4 separate regions of the Rattus norvegicus genome follow, and regions 1, 2 and 3 are each linked to region 4. Evidence: chromatin contacts called from public Hi-C data. All regions are on one chromosome and are shown on one strand. The core of a region is the stretch at or near the end of the contact, and the rest is flanking DNA. Distances in the headings are between cores, read along the strand shown.

Region 1 (3,972 bases), core at 589-3,088, 370 kb after region 4:
ATCACCTGGAGGCTCTAAGGATCATTCCTGGCTTCCAATAGACTCCCATCGGAACCTTACCACAGTGAGTTGAACTGTATCTCTTCAGAGCCACATCCAAGTTCTAACCTTGCTACCTGTGAACATGGTTGTCTGATCTCTCAGGAAAAGCAGGGTCAGAAACTGGCAGGAGGCTATTCAAGGATAGAGGCAGAGACTGGAATACACAGGAGTCTGAGGTCGGCAGGAATAGAAGTGTAAGAAAGACCTCTAGTTCTAACTCTAAGGACACTTTGATTCTGGACTCTGGGCCTCTAGCATGGTGAGAACGTTAACTGTTTCAAGTCCCTCACCTGTGGTACTAGCAAGAGTCCCCTTCACCCAGCCTCCTGCACCCTTGCATTCTCAGAGACCCTTGTTCATTACCCACCTCCTTGCAAGGGGTGAGGAGCTACTAAAAACATGGATGGGGTAGAAGATAGGTTGGGGAGCACTAGATATAGGAATTCCTTCTCCATTGCAGGAGCACTGTCACTCCCGGACCCAGGAAGCCTCAGCCAGGGAGAGGATGGGCTCTAGGTTGTTGCTGGCTAAGGACACCAGGTGTCCACATTCCACTGACTTCAGCCAAGTGACAAAGTACAGAGAACACAAAGTAGACACACAAACACACACACACACACACACACACAGAGAAAGAGAGAGAAAGAGACAGACAGGCAGGCAGACAGACAGTACACACACACATAAAGACACACAGACACACAGACAGACACACACAGAAACAGACACACGCACACAAACACACAGAGAGAGACAGACACACAGTACACGCACATACATACAGACACACACACAGACACACAGAGAGAAACAGACAAACAGACACACACACACACACACACACACACACACACACACAAACACTGTCCATGCCTCCAGCCAAGGCCTGAGTGTCAGGGGAGAGCTTAAGGAGCGCTCCAGACATCCTCTGCCATATTTTCCCAAGAGGGGCAGCAAGAATAGAAAACTGCCCACTCTTTCCCAAGTGTAGTCCCGTCCTCTACCCACAGGAAAGGGGTGCAGGGCTGCAAATGGTCCCAGGTCCCATGGAGTATGGCCTAGCTGAGCCGGAGAGCCCAGGCATACAGCCATGACAGTGCAACATCTGTGCTCCAAGGGGTCAGGACTGGGAACCTGGAGTGATGTTCACTCTGGGAACAGAAAGAGGTCATGTGAGTCGGACAGACAGCCTCATAGCCCTGGGCCTGTGTGTAAACAAAGGGCCAGCTGCTTGGAAGTGATGAGGCTGAGAGTGTTGACACGTGCAGGCCTCTGCAGCAGAAGGGACTCATGGCCTCTGGAGAGGAGGGCCTGATGGGTGCCAGGAACCGTGTGAGTGTTGATTCTGTCTGCGCTGGGCTGTTGAAAGGCCTAAACTTACCCCTCGTGTCCCTTGCAGAGGAAGAAGAGTGTGCGCCATGCGTGCGCAGCGGCCAGCAGCAGTGACAGGAGGCTGGCGAGCAGGCTGAAGCGGCAGGCAGCCGGTGGGCCCCACTCCTGCACCGTGAAGCGCTCCCGCCCCTGCATCGTCAGGTTGGCACTCAGCCACATACCCTCGGTAAAGAGTAGGCAGCGACCACGAAAGTCGTGGCCATTCTCGGACAATGGCACCACCACCACGAAGCTGAACAAGAAGGCCAAAAAGTAGCAGACGCACTGCGCGAAGAGGAAATTGTTGAGCGCCATGGTGGTGCCAGGATGAGAGGAGCCGCCGAGAAGGCCACCGGTCGGAGATGCGACCACTCCAGGAGCCGGGCCGCGAGTCTCCGGCGCCGCGCAGGCCTGGCCCGAGCAGCGTGGGAGGCTGCGCAGTGACGGCGCCCGCGGGTCTCTCGCGTTGCGCGCAGACGCGTGCGCACCGGCCGAGCGTGGGGCGCGCCTGCGGTCAGCACCGCGGACAGCACCCGCCGCTGCAGGGTCGGTAGACCAACTGAGAACTACACTGGATAAGGCCAGACTACGTTGATGGAGAGGTGCCTTGGGGACCTGGCAGGGGCGTGAGCATTACTAAGTCAGCTTGGGGAGACCTGACTCTGTCAGTAAGGGTACCAGCTAAGGAGGAAAAGGATGAAAACCAATCTGTGGTTCAGACTCCTTTGCCAAGGCCTTTGTATTCAAAGTGAATGGAGGAGGGAGGCAGAGAGTCAAGTCAGTAGGCATGAGGATAGAAAGGAGGAAGGGCTTAAGTAGTCCTAGGTGGAGCAGACTTGTGATCTGTTTGTGCTCCGAGAACCATGCCCTCAACCCCACAGTGGAGCCCTCCAGTCTGTGTTTGTGAGATAAATAATGGCTGCCCTGGGCACCTCATTAAGACCTCTTTGCTGTGATGGAGCTGCCAGTGCATTAATTAATAGAATTAATGACTTTTCGAGTTTCTCTTAACACCAAGTAACTGTTAGTCCAATTCCCAGAATGAGCAAGCCCTAGAGCCTTCCTTCTGGATATAGATTACATCAGCTTTTTTTTTCCTGCAGGCACTAAAAATTCCTTTTGTTTTATTGCCGAAGCAATGTGCGCTTGTTTTTTTTTTCAATTGCAATGAGGAATATGTGTGATGCAAAGACTCCAAGATTCTTCCTCTTCCCTTCACCCTGTCACATCATCACCACTTGTGACAATCTGATGTCTACCTATCCAGACATCTTGCACATAAGCACACACAGTTTACAAAAAAAAAAAAATGCTTCACACCATGCCTGTGTCTACAGGTGACCCGGTCATCCAGCAATATGCAGTTTGCATCATTCCCTGTCTGCACAAGCTGGCCTGTGGTCTTCTTTCTAGTAGTTGTATAGCATGCCATACCAATGACCGTTCCGTGTGGCTGTCCCTCTGTGGGGGAACGCGGAACGTCTTTGGTATTTGCTGTTTCCAGCTCTACCGTGTGACATCTCGGTGTCTGCGTTTGCGCGGCCATGCAGGCAGCACGTGAGTCTCTATGAAAGTCTTAGGAGAGGAATGGTTGGCTCAGGAGGTATGAACATTTGAAGTGGTGTTGGCAGGAATGGCCAAACCGCTCTCTGACAATACCATGAAAGGTTACCCACACACCCACTCTGCAGACCCTTCTCCTGAGCAAGGCTTTCAGACTGATTGGTTCTACACAGAAAGATGGCTCATCGATTTGTGACTTGTCCTCTGTTTATCGGTGGGAGGTCACATATCCGTTTATAGTCATAATCATTTGTCACCTGCCTCTGCACATAGAGAATTCACTTTGCCATCTCTTGAGTATCTATATGAAGGAACTGTTTTATTACTGAAATGATTTCAACCTATAGAAACTATGGAAAACTTCACAATTCTTGTGTGGTGTGTGTGTGTGTGTGTGTGTGTGTGTGTGTGTGTGAGAGAGAGAGAGAGAGAGAGAGAGAAGGGGGTGTCTTTATTTTTCCTGGGATGGCCTGACACTCGCTATGTAGACAAGGCTGATCTTGAACTCATAGGGATCTACCTGCCTCTGCTTCCTGGGTGCTATTATTAAATTCGTGCACTACATACCCGGTCCTCACATTTCATATTTAAAAGTCAATATTGGGCTGGAGAGATGGCTCAGTGGTTAAGAGCACTGACTGCTCTTCCAGAGGTCCTGAGTTCAATTCCCAGCAACCACATGGTGGCTCCCAACCATCTGTAATGGGATCTGATGCCCTCTTCTGGCGTGTCTGGAAAGAGCTACAATGTGCTCATATAAATAAAATAAACAAATCTTTAAAAAAAAATAAAAGCCAATATTACAGTCATAGAAAAACCTCATTAAAACTGAGTGGAAAAAGAAAAGAAAAGAAAACTGCACTTACAAACATCAATGCCAATTTTTAAAAACAAACGGTGAATTGAATGCAACTCAGTGCATTAATAAGAAAATATGGATAAGTAAAATTAATCCTACAAATGCAGGAAGAGCTGAGCCACGGGGGGTTTGCCAAT
Region 2 (3,759 bases), core at 53-2,552, 480 kb after region 4:
CCTCCTCATTCTTTGAGTCTTGCTATATAGACCAGGCTAGCCTTAGGTCATAGAGATATACCCTGCCTCTTCCTCTAGACTGCTGTGATTAAAGGCATGCTCCCCCAGGCCCAGCCTCGGCTAACTTTCTTACACAGCCAGGCCCCTGTCTAAGCATGGCACCCTCCACAATGAGCTAGGGCCTCTTACACCAATTAGCAATCAAGACATGGTCACAGGCCATCTGGTCAAGGATGTTCTTAAGCTGAGGTTTCTGCTTCCTGGGTAACCCTAGGCTGTGTCAAGACAAAAACTAAGCAGGACACCTCCATAGCTGCCCTTGTCTCAGACAGCTGGGGGCTGAGTGCGCAGCTTCCTGGGACACTCCTTGTATGTGCATCCCGGTGTCCTCCAGACCTCCTGACAGCTCACTTCCACTGTCAATAAGGAACATACCAGCGTAGGACATTTGCAACTATGTATCCACTCACCCTCCAGAGGCCTCACTACCCTCTAAGATGCTATCACCATCTGGGGCAGGCTCAGTGCTCAACGCCCAGGGTTGAGACTTATGTAGCATTTTACCCCTGTCTGCAGAACTTTCCAATCCCCATGCCAACACTGTGGAGCCCTAAACGCCAGGCCACCTGCCCACCCTCTGCTTCCCCCCAAGGTCCAGGCGCTGAAATTCTACTCTTGTCTACAAGAGTGTGGGTAACTTGAGACCTCACCTAAGTGGATTGTGGGGATTCATATCGTCTGTGCCTGGGTCCCAGTGTCCCTGATTGTAACTGTGCTGTCCATCACCCGGGTTTAGGCACCTGAGTTGTTTGCTCTTGCAGTCTAGCAGCACCATTTGAAATGTAAATATTCGTGATTCTGTGCCCTGTGTTGCAGGCAATGGTGTGGTCATCCACTTGCCAGGCTTGTTTGAAGAGGCAGAGAAGAACGAGAAGAAAGGTAGGCCACCCATGGCCTTGCCCCACTCACAGGCCCACTCCCTGGCTGCTCCCTGCGCGCTAACTCTGCAGAGCAGACAGCAGAGCCCTCACGAGGGAGTGGAAGCTGGGCAGCCCAGTATCTCTAAACTGCCTACAGTGTCTAAAACTCCAAGGTGCAGGACATCCGGGAAGGAGGCTGAAGCAAGAGGAGATCTAGCACGGGTGTGGTGTCTCTTGGGTTGGAGTCCGGGGGCCGTAGTGAGCATCAAGTACCAGAGCAGGGCTGTGGCTGTGGCTGCTGTGCAGTGCATGTGTCCTTCGGAACCTGGCCACACACTTGAACCAGCAGCACTGAGGGGGATGGCGCTCATCGCCCAAGAGTGCACACATCTGTCATCTCTGCCATATCCCTGCAGGGCTGAAGGACTGGGAGAAGCGGCTCATCATCTCTGACCGGGCTCACCTTGGTAAGGTCCCCATGGGGCCCTGGGGTTTGCCTCTCCTTACCCCCTCCACAGTACAGGGCTCAGGAGACCCTGGAGGGCTTGCCTGGCACCATGTACTGCTGAGCCTTACTCTTTTTAATGAGCCTCAAGGTAGCAGCGAGGTCAAAGCCGGGGTCAGACTCGGTTACCCTTTGTGGAGCCTGGGACTCTGGAACCCGGGTTCTGCTCCCAGCTAGGCACCGCTGACCCCTTCTCCTGACACCATTCAGAAAGTGAGGTCCCTCACAAACCTCTGTCCTCTGCTCCTCTCCTGCCCGTGTGCTGCTTTGGGCGACAGTGTTCGACTTCCACCAGGCAGTGGACGGGCTGCAGGAAGTGCAACGGCAAGCACAAGAGGGGAAGAAGTAAGTTCCTCATGCCACCCGTTCTTCCTCTCCCTGGGGACTTCCAGTTCCTCATTCTGGTGGCCCGGGTGCAGGTCCTGTCTGAGCATCAACCAACTTAGAGGGTCCTGTGAGATTAGAACCTGCAAGAACTACAGGGGAGTCCAGCCTTGGGGGTCACACCCTGACTTTGTTGGCTGGCACCATCCCGAGCATGTACACATCCCACAGGGAAACACGACAAACACTGAACTGGCCTGACTGCCCCTGCTTGGCCAGCAACCACTGTAGCACCCAATGCCCACTCCTCCACAAGTGATACTTGCTCTCCGGTCCACTCAGAAATGTTTGTTAGAATTCCAGACATGGGCTGGGAATTTAGCTCAGTGGTAGAGCGCTTACCTAGGAAGCGCAAGGCCCTGGGTTCGGTCCCCAGCTCCGAAAAAAAGAACCAAAAAAAAAAAAAAAAAAAAAAGAATTCCAGACATGCCGGGGATGCAGGCGGGGAGCTGTCAGGGTGGCACACGCACATACTCTGCAGAGGTGCACAGCGCTCATGTACATGTCAAGGCACGTTGCTTACACAACTGTGCATATATGAGCATGAATGTGTGCTTGCATGTGCACATGGCACACGGATACGCACGTGCCCTCGCATGCACGCACGCGCACGCAAATGTTCACATTCATGAGCACGCATGTGTACTTGCACCTATACGGGTGAATTATTCACGAAAGTGCACACGCGGTCACATATGCACACTAGCGGAAGCACACTGTCACGCGAACACACACAAGACATGAGTGGTGACAGTGAGCAGTTGGCTGACTTGGGGTCACTTGGGCAGACATGAGGTGTGTGGCATTCACACTGTGACAGTGCTCTTGCTGCCAAGGCACCAAGCCAATGTTTAGAAGCAGAGAGGGGAAGCCCTGATGCTGGACCCCAGGACTCTCTTCCCCACCCACCCTGCACCCTGCTATGAGCTTAAACTGTCTGCATGTCCTTGCAGTGGTTGAGCATCCAGACCAGGCTCCGTCTCACCTTCTGGCCTTGATTCCTGGGATGGGCCGTGGGTCTGCTAGAAGCTGGGGTGGGATCAGCCAGGCTCCTCAGCAGCATCCACTCTGTGTCTTTAGTATCGGCACCACCAAGAAGGGAATCGGACCAACTTACTCCTCCAAGGCTGCCCGGACGGGCCTCCGCATCTGTGACCTCCTGTCGGATTTTGATGAGTTTTCTGCCAGGTAGGTCTGCCCACCCTCCCACAGCCCACGTGGAAAGGTGGTGGGAGACACGCTGGGAAATAGAGCAATCGGGTCCAGTGTGGTCCCTCAGAGGGTCACAGTGAGGGTTACCTGTACAGATTCAAGAACCTGGCCCACCAGCACCAGTCTATGTTCCCCACCCTGGAAATAGATGTGGAAGGTCAACTCAAAAGGCTCAAGGTAAACTGGGCCAGGCACCGGGGAAGCACATGGGGGTGGGCAGACCTGGGCGGAGCACAAAAGTCCCAGGCAGGTACTGCTGCCTGCTTTCAGCTCCTGTGGGCTCTGTGGACCCCGCTCCTCTGCAGCTCATGTGGTTGCATGGTCCTCTCAGGGTTTTGCTGAGCGGATCAGACCCATGGTTCGGGACGGTGTCTACTTCATGTATGAGGCACTCCATGGTCCCCCCAAGAAGATCCTGGTGGAAGGCGCCAACGCCGCCCTGCTTGACATTGACTTCGGTGAGTCCTGCACCATGCCGTTCCACCCTGAGAGCCCTTTCATATCTGCTGGGGACTGTAAAAAGTCATGGAACAGGGGCTGGGGATTTAGCTCAGTGGTAGAGCGCTTACCTAGGAAGCGCAAGGCCCTGGGTTCGGTACCCAGCTCCAAAAAAAAGAACCAAAAAAAAAAAAAAAAAAAAAGTCATGGAACAGCTGAGTGAAACAGGCCACCTTCCAAGGCCAGAGTACTGCCCACACTCATCACGAGGATCCCCTTGTCCTGTTTGCCTAATTTCAG
Region 3 (3,896 bases), core at 395-2,894, 340 kb after region 4:
GCCCTACAGGCACAAGCCAGACCATGCCTCACCTGTGCCCTGACCTACCCCTCTCCAAGCCCTTCTCTGTATCCATCAAAAGCTGACCAGTCAAATCCCTTCTTGCCCACGGTCCTGTGGTTGCAGCCTAAAGGCCGTTCCTAACCCATTGCCTCTCTGCCTTGTTTCCTGCTGCTCAGTCCTATTCACAGACTCTTCACTCACACACACACACACACACGCACACTCATGCACATGCTTGCACACTCTTATACACATACATGCACATTCCCACACACACATACATGCACATGCCCACAGGCATGTGCCCACACGCTTTTGTGCACATGCGTACTTCCTTATACAAACATACACACAAATTCACACACTCTTGTGCGCACACATGCACATCCCCATACACACATTCACACACCATTCCCATACACACATACACATGTGTATGTGTATGCACTCACACACTCTTGTGCACAGACATGCACACCCCCATACACACACGTGCATGCACACATGCACATGCATGCACGCACACATGCACGAACACACACACACACACAGACACACACACACACACACACACACACACACACACACACACAATCTTAGAGTCTTTCAGAACACCTGAGGCTAATAACTGACAGTACAGTCAGTGACCCCTGGCCCAGGGTCACAACCCTTCACCCCATAGGCTGCAAGAGTGGGCCAGAGAGCACTTCTGAATGAAGTCCCAAGACTGGATCTGAAGATGCCGCATTTCACTGACAATATCCCAGGGCTGTGTCTCATAGTGGGAGCAATGGCCGCCAGACGCCAGCTTCACCCGCTAGACTGAGGCAGCTGGAAATTCCTACTTGGGAGATCCTTCTGCTGTAGCAGATAGGATCCTATTCCCCACCTCATCCTGCCCCAGACCGATGGGTTAATTCCTGCCCAGGCCCCTGCACCTCTATCACTATTTGCTGCTCACCCAGGGACTCAGTGTGTGGTGGTCCATAACCTATGACCTTCCCACTGTCCTGCCTCTGTGGAAGGGACCTCTGCATTCCAGCCAGACAAGGCCGGAGAAAGCTTGGCAGCTAGGCCAGCATAACACAGCAGTGGGAGGAACCAGAAAACAGCCAAGGGCTGATAACACAAAGGTCACCACAATGTTCACTGTGTGTCCAGAGAGGCTACGACTACAGAGCCTCACGGTCTCTGCCCCATGGGTCACCTCCTCCCAGGAAGAAAAACAGCACCATCCCTTCTCCAGTGTTCACTGCCTGTGGCCATACGAGATCTTTATCCTGCATGAGGCCGGTGACTTATTGGTCCATGTCGCTCAGATGACGTAAGACTGTAGTGTAAGAGCAGGGGCGGATGGTCTGGTGCATAAGTCTGGTCATTCCTGCCTTTAGAAGAGAGGCCATGGTTGTTGCTAGGTTCTGCTTGAACCTAGCCCGGGCCTTATCCTTGACAGGATCATGGCTCACAGTGGAATGCAGCCAGCTATAAGCAGACCTGAGGCAGCAAGGCTAGCTCCCCTCCCCAGGATTCCCTGGACAAGTGACTGGAATGATCGGAGGACCCAGAATCCCAATGTCCCTGGAGTAAATTATCTCTCCAGGTAGAGAGCAAGCTGGAGGTGCAGGGATGTGGGTGAGGGGATTGCAATTCGACCATCATTGTCTTCATCTCAGGGCTTTATTGGAGTCAGTCAGCATGCCTACCTCTGTAACTTGGGCCCTGTACTCCCGGGGCAGGACACCATAGAGAGCACGAGGCCTCGGACAGACTAGAAGCCATCTCCAGCTCAAAGCTCTACTGTCTGCCGTCACCCCACCTCTCCACAGCCTCACACATCTGCTCTGCCCTTGATTCCACAGTACAGCTTCTTCACAAGGTTCGCAGCTCTGAAGCTGGCCTGGTATGAACAAATCGTGCCAAGGCAGGCAGGAATTGTGGAGATGACCCATGTGCAGGCCTGGCCTGCAGTCCACTGGGGCCCTGAGGAATGGTACCTCCCAAATCTGGAGCCAGTGGCCTGTCTCGGGGTTGTCGCAATCTCTGTCAAAGGGGAGGCAATCATAGCTCAGCCCTGGCTATCTGTCTGACTCTGTGGTTCAACATGAGGGTCCCGACAGGCAACACGGACCAGCAACAACTGTGCCCTGTATAGAGGTAGGCAGCCCCTTCAGAAGGACTTCTGTGGGGAGCAGCATGACCTACAGGTGACGTGAAGGGCCTCCCTCTTGAGCGCCGCTGACCGGAACCCACCAGGTCCATGCTGGACTGTGCTCCACAGCCGTCCTGCAGAGCATGGTTGCTTCCTCCTTTGTGGACACAGGAGACTGCCAGGTGAGTAAACCAGCTCTGGGGACCCGATCTGAGTGACCTTCCCTGTTAGGATCAAGATATCCAGTGACAAGTGTGGGCAAGGCAAGGAGCCAAGTGGTGGGCAGCAGGATGAAGGCCGTCTGAGCAGAGATGACACAAGTCACCATGGACACTCCCGAGGGTGGCTGTGATTCCCTCGCACAAGGCCTGAGGGGCTTCCCGAAGTGGGAACGGTCACAGATAAACCACAGCTCCTGGTAAAACCAGAATGACATGTGTGTGTATAGGGGGTTGGGGAGCAGCTCAGTTTCAGCCTGGTGCCCCTAGGCTTTGAGAGGCTACACCTGGCCTAGGGCTACAATAACCCTAAGTCCATGCCCTGTCCAAAGCCAGGCCTTCTTTGGGAGGAGCAGGCGAGTGACCTGTTCAAACCTAGATGCTGGAGGGCTGGCCTATGCCCACATAGAAGATGCTGCAGCAGACAGAGCACAGAACCAGGGGCTGCTCCGGGGCCAGCACAGGGCCGAGTCAGCGTGCCACAATCAGACCTAGGCTGATCCGCCCGGTACTTGGCAGCTGACAAGTGACTTGCAGCCTCCTGGGTTCACCTCAGTCTAGGCTCTGCTTAGAGGAAGATCCACCCTGTCCACCTAAGGCTTTCAGGGCCTAGATCAACCCTGCTTCACTTCGAGGCTCCCCCTAACCTCATAACACACCAGGATCACTGTGTGGCTACCACTAAGAGAGTGAGGTGCAACTGAGCTGTGCAGACCTACATCTCTCATGAACAAGGCCGGGGGGGGGGGTATGGGTGGGGCATGAGGCCAGTGCCTGCTCCTGCTCCTCCTGCTCCTCCTGCTCCTCCTGCTCCTCCTGCTCCTGTTCCTGCTCTCCCGTGCTCCTGCTCTCCTGCTCCCACTCCTGTTTCCCCTGCTCCTGCTTCTCCTCTTCCTCCTCTTGCTCCTGCTACTCCTACTCTTCCTGCTCCTCTTCCCTCTTCTCTTCCTCCTCCTCCTCCTCCTGCTCCTGCTCCTACTCCTGCTCCTGTTTCTGCTCCTCCTGCTCCTCCTCCTCCTTCCTCTCCTCCTGCTCCTGCTCCCCCTTCCCCTCCTTCTGCTCCTGCTCCTCCTCCTCCTGCTCCTCCTCCTCCTCCTGCTCTTCTTCCTCCTGCTCCTCCTCCTGCTCCTGCTCCTACTCCTGCTCCTGTTTCTGCTCCTCCTCCTCCTGCTCCTCCTCCTGCTCCTGCTCTTACTCCTGCTCCTTCTCCTCCTCCTGCTCCTCCTTCTCCTGCTCTTCTTCCTCCTGCTCCTCCTCCTCCTGCTCCTGCTCTTACTCCTGCTCCTTCTCCTCCTCCTGCTCCTCCTCCTCCTGCTCCTGCTCCTACTCCTGCTCCTGTTTCTGCTCCTCCTCCTTCTCCTCCTCCTGCTCCTGCTCCTGCTCCTCCTGCTCCTCCTCCCCCTTCCCCTCCTCCTGCTCCTCCTACTCCTACTCCTGCTCCTGTTTCTGCTCCTCCTGCTCCTGCTCCTGCTCCTCCTCCTGCTCCTGCTCCTCCTGCTCCTCCTGCTCCTGCTCCTGATCCTGAT
Region 4 (3,859 bases), core at 418-2,917:
GGGAGGTGATCTGAGTTTCTGAGATCATTCCAGATGCTTGGTACACCCCGGGGTCTTGCGAGGCTGTGTTTTTGTGTCCTTTGGGAACTCGAATGTAGAGTATGCTTCCCGAAGAGCCGCGGTGGTGCGGGGAAGTGAAGTTGCGGGTGTGGTCCATCATGAGCGCAGGGTCTGGGTTTCGGGTGATGCTTCTTGGTGTCCGTGTGAGGAGTGAGTGTGTGTTTGAGTGTGTGTGTGTGTAATGTGTAATGTGTGTGTGTGTGTGTGTGTGTGTGCCAATAACAATGCGTGAGCCTCCCAGGCCATGGGTGTTTGTTTCAGTGCCATAGAGAGGCGGGGTGACGCTGTTTGTAGTGTTTACAGAGGCGGACTGAGGAGGGTGGTGCCTGAGGCTACCCAGATCCCAGGGTGGGCTGACGCCTGCCTGTCTTCCTTCACAAGTCTGAGAAGGGCCTGAAGGCTTGGGGGTTGCAGAAAGTGGGGAGCTCGTTCTCACTTTATTGATTACTTCCTGTCGTGTTTACAGACTCTTTTAAGTCATAGATGACCTGGAAAACGGGATCTTCATCCCACTCTTGACCAATAGTGCATAGGAGTGGAGGGCTAAGTAAGCAGGGTCGGGGTGGGGAAAGGAGAGTTGAACAGAAAGGAGAGGTCATTTGACAGACCCTATACCGTGCGAAGGTCTGACTGCTCTGAGGATGCCCGGCCAGGGTCTTTCCTGGCTCAGCTGTCCCAAGTCTCAGCCTCCAGCGGAAAAGCTCAGCGCTCAGAACGCGTGGCGTCCTGTCTCTGCACCCTCAAACCCTGTGCGCACGACAGCCGGCAGGTGGCGCTTGTGTCACGGGGAGCCTCGCCGCAGAGCCCCCTTAGCTCCAATCTGGGGTTTTGGGCTGATCCAAAGCTTGGGCCGGAGTCCCCTGCGACTTCAGATGGTGGTGACATTTGGGGTCTGACTTGGGCGAGAGCAACTGGTCGCTGGGGAAGAGGGGAGACCTCTTGGTCAGAGACAAACAGGCAATTAATTCCGGAGCTAACTCCCCATCTGCCAGGCCGGCAGACAACAGGTCCAGCACACCCCCAGGGCCAGCCGCCTCGCTTCCCCCACTTCCCAGGCGGCTCGGCCAGCAATCCACTTTCAGGCACAGGCGCGGCTGCAAGGACATTTCCAGACAGCTTGTAGCCGCTCACTGCACTTCTTGAAACGCAGATCCTCACCCATGAGAGACTGTTGGAGCCAGAGCGTGGCCAGACAACACTCGAAGTGCACTGGGTGCTCTGGGGAAGCTGTTGGCCGGGCTCCAGCCCCTTTCATTGCCCCAATTCTCCACTCCAGCTTCCTCGCTGTGCGACCTTGGGCAAAAGCTTCAGTTTTCCCGCTCGCAAAGTGATGAGAGTGTTGGGTGCCTCCCAGGAGGCGCACTCCATCCTTGCTCAGGAAGGAGAGAGGCGCATGCGCGCGCGTAACTTGGGTCTCTGCAGCCACCACCGCCCCTCCCGCATCCGCACTCAACTAACAGGTTGGGGGTTCTAGCAGTAGGCGGGGCCGCAAGGAGGAGCAGGACCCCCGCCCACTTGGCTCTGCTCAGGGTGGGGGCGGCGCTCTGGCGTCCCGCCCCCTTCCCTCCCTCTACAAGCCTTGGCCCGCCCCCGCCCCCGCCCAGCCTGTCCCGGAGCAAGCCGGCCGCGTCCACAGCGTGCTCTCCGCCACTCGCCTGCACTGCCAACTTCAGAGCAGCAGGCCTGGCCATGGGGGTGCCCCTGGGCCGGATCACGTAGCCACTGCGCCCCGAGAGCCAACGTATCCCTTCCTGCGTCCGTGCCATGGTTGGCCGCGGCGCCTCCTTGTGTGCGGTGCAGCCCGCGGTACGCAAGGCCCTGCTCGGGGCGGGCGGCCGGGATCCGCGGGCACCGGGTTCAGAGCCCAGGACAACGAGGATGCTAACGGGGTGTACGGCGCCCTCTAGGGGTGGGGCTTGGAGCGGATCGGGACAGGGCCCGGAGCGTCGGATTGGGGCTTCTTCGTCAGGGACCCCTGGCGTTGCATCCAGCGCCCTAACTTTTGCGCGAGCGTGGCTTTAGGGGCATGAGCGACGGGTTCTGGAGTCGGCCGCGTGGAGTCCAGCAGTGGCGCCGCGCGAAGCCTTGGGCTTACTGTCCCATCTCCAACCCCCGCAGGTGGCTGAGTGCCGATCGGCTCGAGAGTCCCCGCCGCTTGAGGTATCTCCGCGCAAGAGGCTGCCCGCCGGGCTCGACCAAGACCTATGCAGCAGCCGCCCTGCTCCGGAGGGCGCGGGAGCCAGCGCAGAGCAGGGCCACTCGACCGGTGGGGGCGGGTGGTGCCGCCACTGCCACACGAAGCTCGTGGAGCTCAAACGACAGGCGTGGAAGTTGGTCAGCGGGCCCGGGACTCCTCTACGGGTAAGTGATCCCACTTCAGGCCATACCTCAGACAGGGAAGAGCTGGAACTTGGAAGTCTTTGGGGCTGGGGCTGAGGCTTGGAGCCTGGCTGGTTCAATGTGGGCCCCTATACCTTAGTCTGCAAGAGTGTGTTGGCGCACCTCACCCTAGGAGTCCTGCTGCGTGTCAGAGGGGGGTTGGGTACATTTCTTTCCTAGCCACAGATGTCCCACAGCTGGAGCTAGTCTGTGTTTGGGAGGGGTAGAAAAGGGGAAGACGGGGTGGGGCGTGAGGGGTGGGGTGGGGACTTCGCTCGGGGCAGGGCTTTTCTCGGTGTGGCACTTTGGGCATCTGGACACTGGCATGCCCGTATAGAGAAGGCATAAAAGACGAGAGAGTGGGCCCCCATTCTGTGGCCTTGTCCCATACTTACCCAGTGTCTGTTATGGGCCTGTGTCCTGCCCTGACTCTGCCATTTGGGCCTAGGCTTTCCGTGTGGGTATTGACTATGGAGACTCTGGGTTTCCCAGGCTGCAGCATGACTGCAAGTGCTGGTGGGAGAGGAGTCTAATGGGCTTTCCGGCCAGTTTTGCCAGGCATGTAAAGAACAGGACCATTGTTCCAGGGAACAATGGTCCCTGGAAGTGTGCAAGGCAGGGGTGTGGGGGTCTCCACAGGAAGCTGCTTCTGACCTTCAGCCTCTGTAAGGGAGTCCTTGGGAAGGGCTTGTGATCCCCTTCCTGTCAGTGCAGCCGTGGTGAGGATGAGAGACCCGGCTTCCTCTGGGTCTGGTCAGATATGGTGGATGCCAGGCAGGTGTGTCTGTTCTGGGCACCTCTCCAGGTCCCCTGGCTTGTCTGTGGTAGGGATGTTAACAGCCTCTCAGACCAGCTAGACCTGTGGGCCTGTATGGGGTGTGACTGACCGAGGGTATTGTTCGTCCTTTGCCAGTGGCAACCAGCCTTCGCTGGCCTGGAGGATCCCAGAGAGGGCCCTAGGGTGTGCTCCGGAGGTGCTTCAGGACGCAAACTGATGTAGGAGCCGAGCTGCCTCCTCACTCTGGGACTGTGCTTTGCCTTGGGATGCTGCCAGGCCCCAGCTGACTGGATGGTGGATGGAGCCCTAGTTAAGGAAGCTGCCGTCTCAGTAGTGGACTGGTGGAGTTGGGGGCCATCGATGGAATTTGTGGCTTTCTCCTGTGCACACTGCTGTCCTTCTCCAAGTTTCTGCATGTGGTTTTTGATTTAAGCTGCTCCTCCACCCTTCCAGTTAAGGCTTGCTTGTCCTAACCCAGGCCTGGTGGGCAAACCAGGGTGCTGGCCAAGGCTTTGTACGGCTTTGAACATCTTATCTACTGTGTGTTTAGTCTGGTCACACAAAGAGGCTTTGATCTGTTCAAGGAATACTATCTAACCTGTGGGGTGCTGTGCTCAGGATAGGAAGGCTTTGCTATTCATT

Evidence for each region. Hi-C and Micro-C count contacts between places; a contact is called where the count stands out from the background.
Region 1: a contact with region 4 is called in a Hi-C map of liver, with 8 times the contacts expected there. The contact joins the promoter of Tmem179 here to the promoter of Kif26a in region 4. A contact is called at or near these places in 2 of 12 Hi-C or Micro-C datasets (hepatocytes and liver).
Region 2: a Hi-C map of frontal cortex shows a contact between it and region 4, with 1.6 times the contacts expected there. The contact joins the enhancer-like site here to the promoter of Kif26a in region 4.
Region 3: a Hi-C map of hepatocytes shows a contact between it and region 4, with 2.5 times the contacts expected there. The contact joins the promoter of C6h14orf180 here to the promoter of Kif26a in region 4. A contact is called at or near these places in 10 of 12 Hi-C or Micro-C datasets (the A7r5 cell line, Schwann cells, frontal cortex and 5 more) and 1 of 1 datasets of contacts at active chromatin or transcription factors (oligodendrocytes).

What each region holds. Positions count from the first base shown.
Region 1 is chr6:137,399,600-137,403,571 of GRCr8, forward strand. It overlaps Tmem179 (transmembrane protein 179), which reads right to left and starts at 1,839. Exons shown (of 4, transcript NM_001126280.1): 1 at 1,424-1,839. The coding sequence starts at 1,728.
Region 2 is chr6:137,512,774-137,516,532 of GRCr8, forward strand. It overlaps Adss1 (adenylosuccinate synthase 1), which reads left to right. Exons shown (of 13, transcript XM_039113409.2): 3 at 877-939; 4 at 1,337-1,387; 5 at 1,704-1,770; 6 at 2,890-2,997; 7 at 3,117-3,198; 8 at 3,353-3,479. Among named protein-coding and RNA genes, the nearest start is that of Siva1, 12 kb to the right of the region's middle. Within about 2 kb of position 1,303, at least 11 of the 93 cell types and tissues checked have an H3K27ac peak or open chromatin away from gene starts, as enhancers often do.
Region 3 is chr6:137,376,702-137,380,597 of GRCr8, forward strand. It overlaps C6h14orf180 (similar to human chromosome 14 open reading frame 180), which reads left to right and starts at 1,645. Exons shown (of 6, transcript XM_039113396.2): 1 at 1,645-2,334.
Region 4 is chr6:137,034,343-137,038,201 of GRCr8, forward strand. It overlaps Kif26a (kinesin family member 26A), which reads left to right and starts at 1,668. Exons shown (of 16, transcript NM_001414931.1): 1 at 1,668-1,866; 2 at 2,179-2,421. The coding sequence starts at 1,825.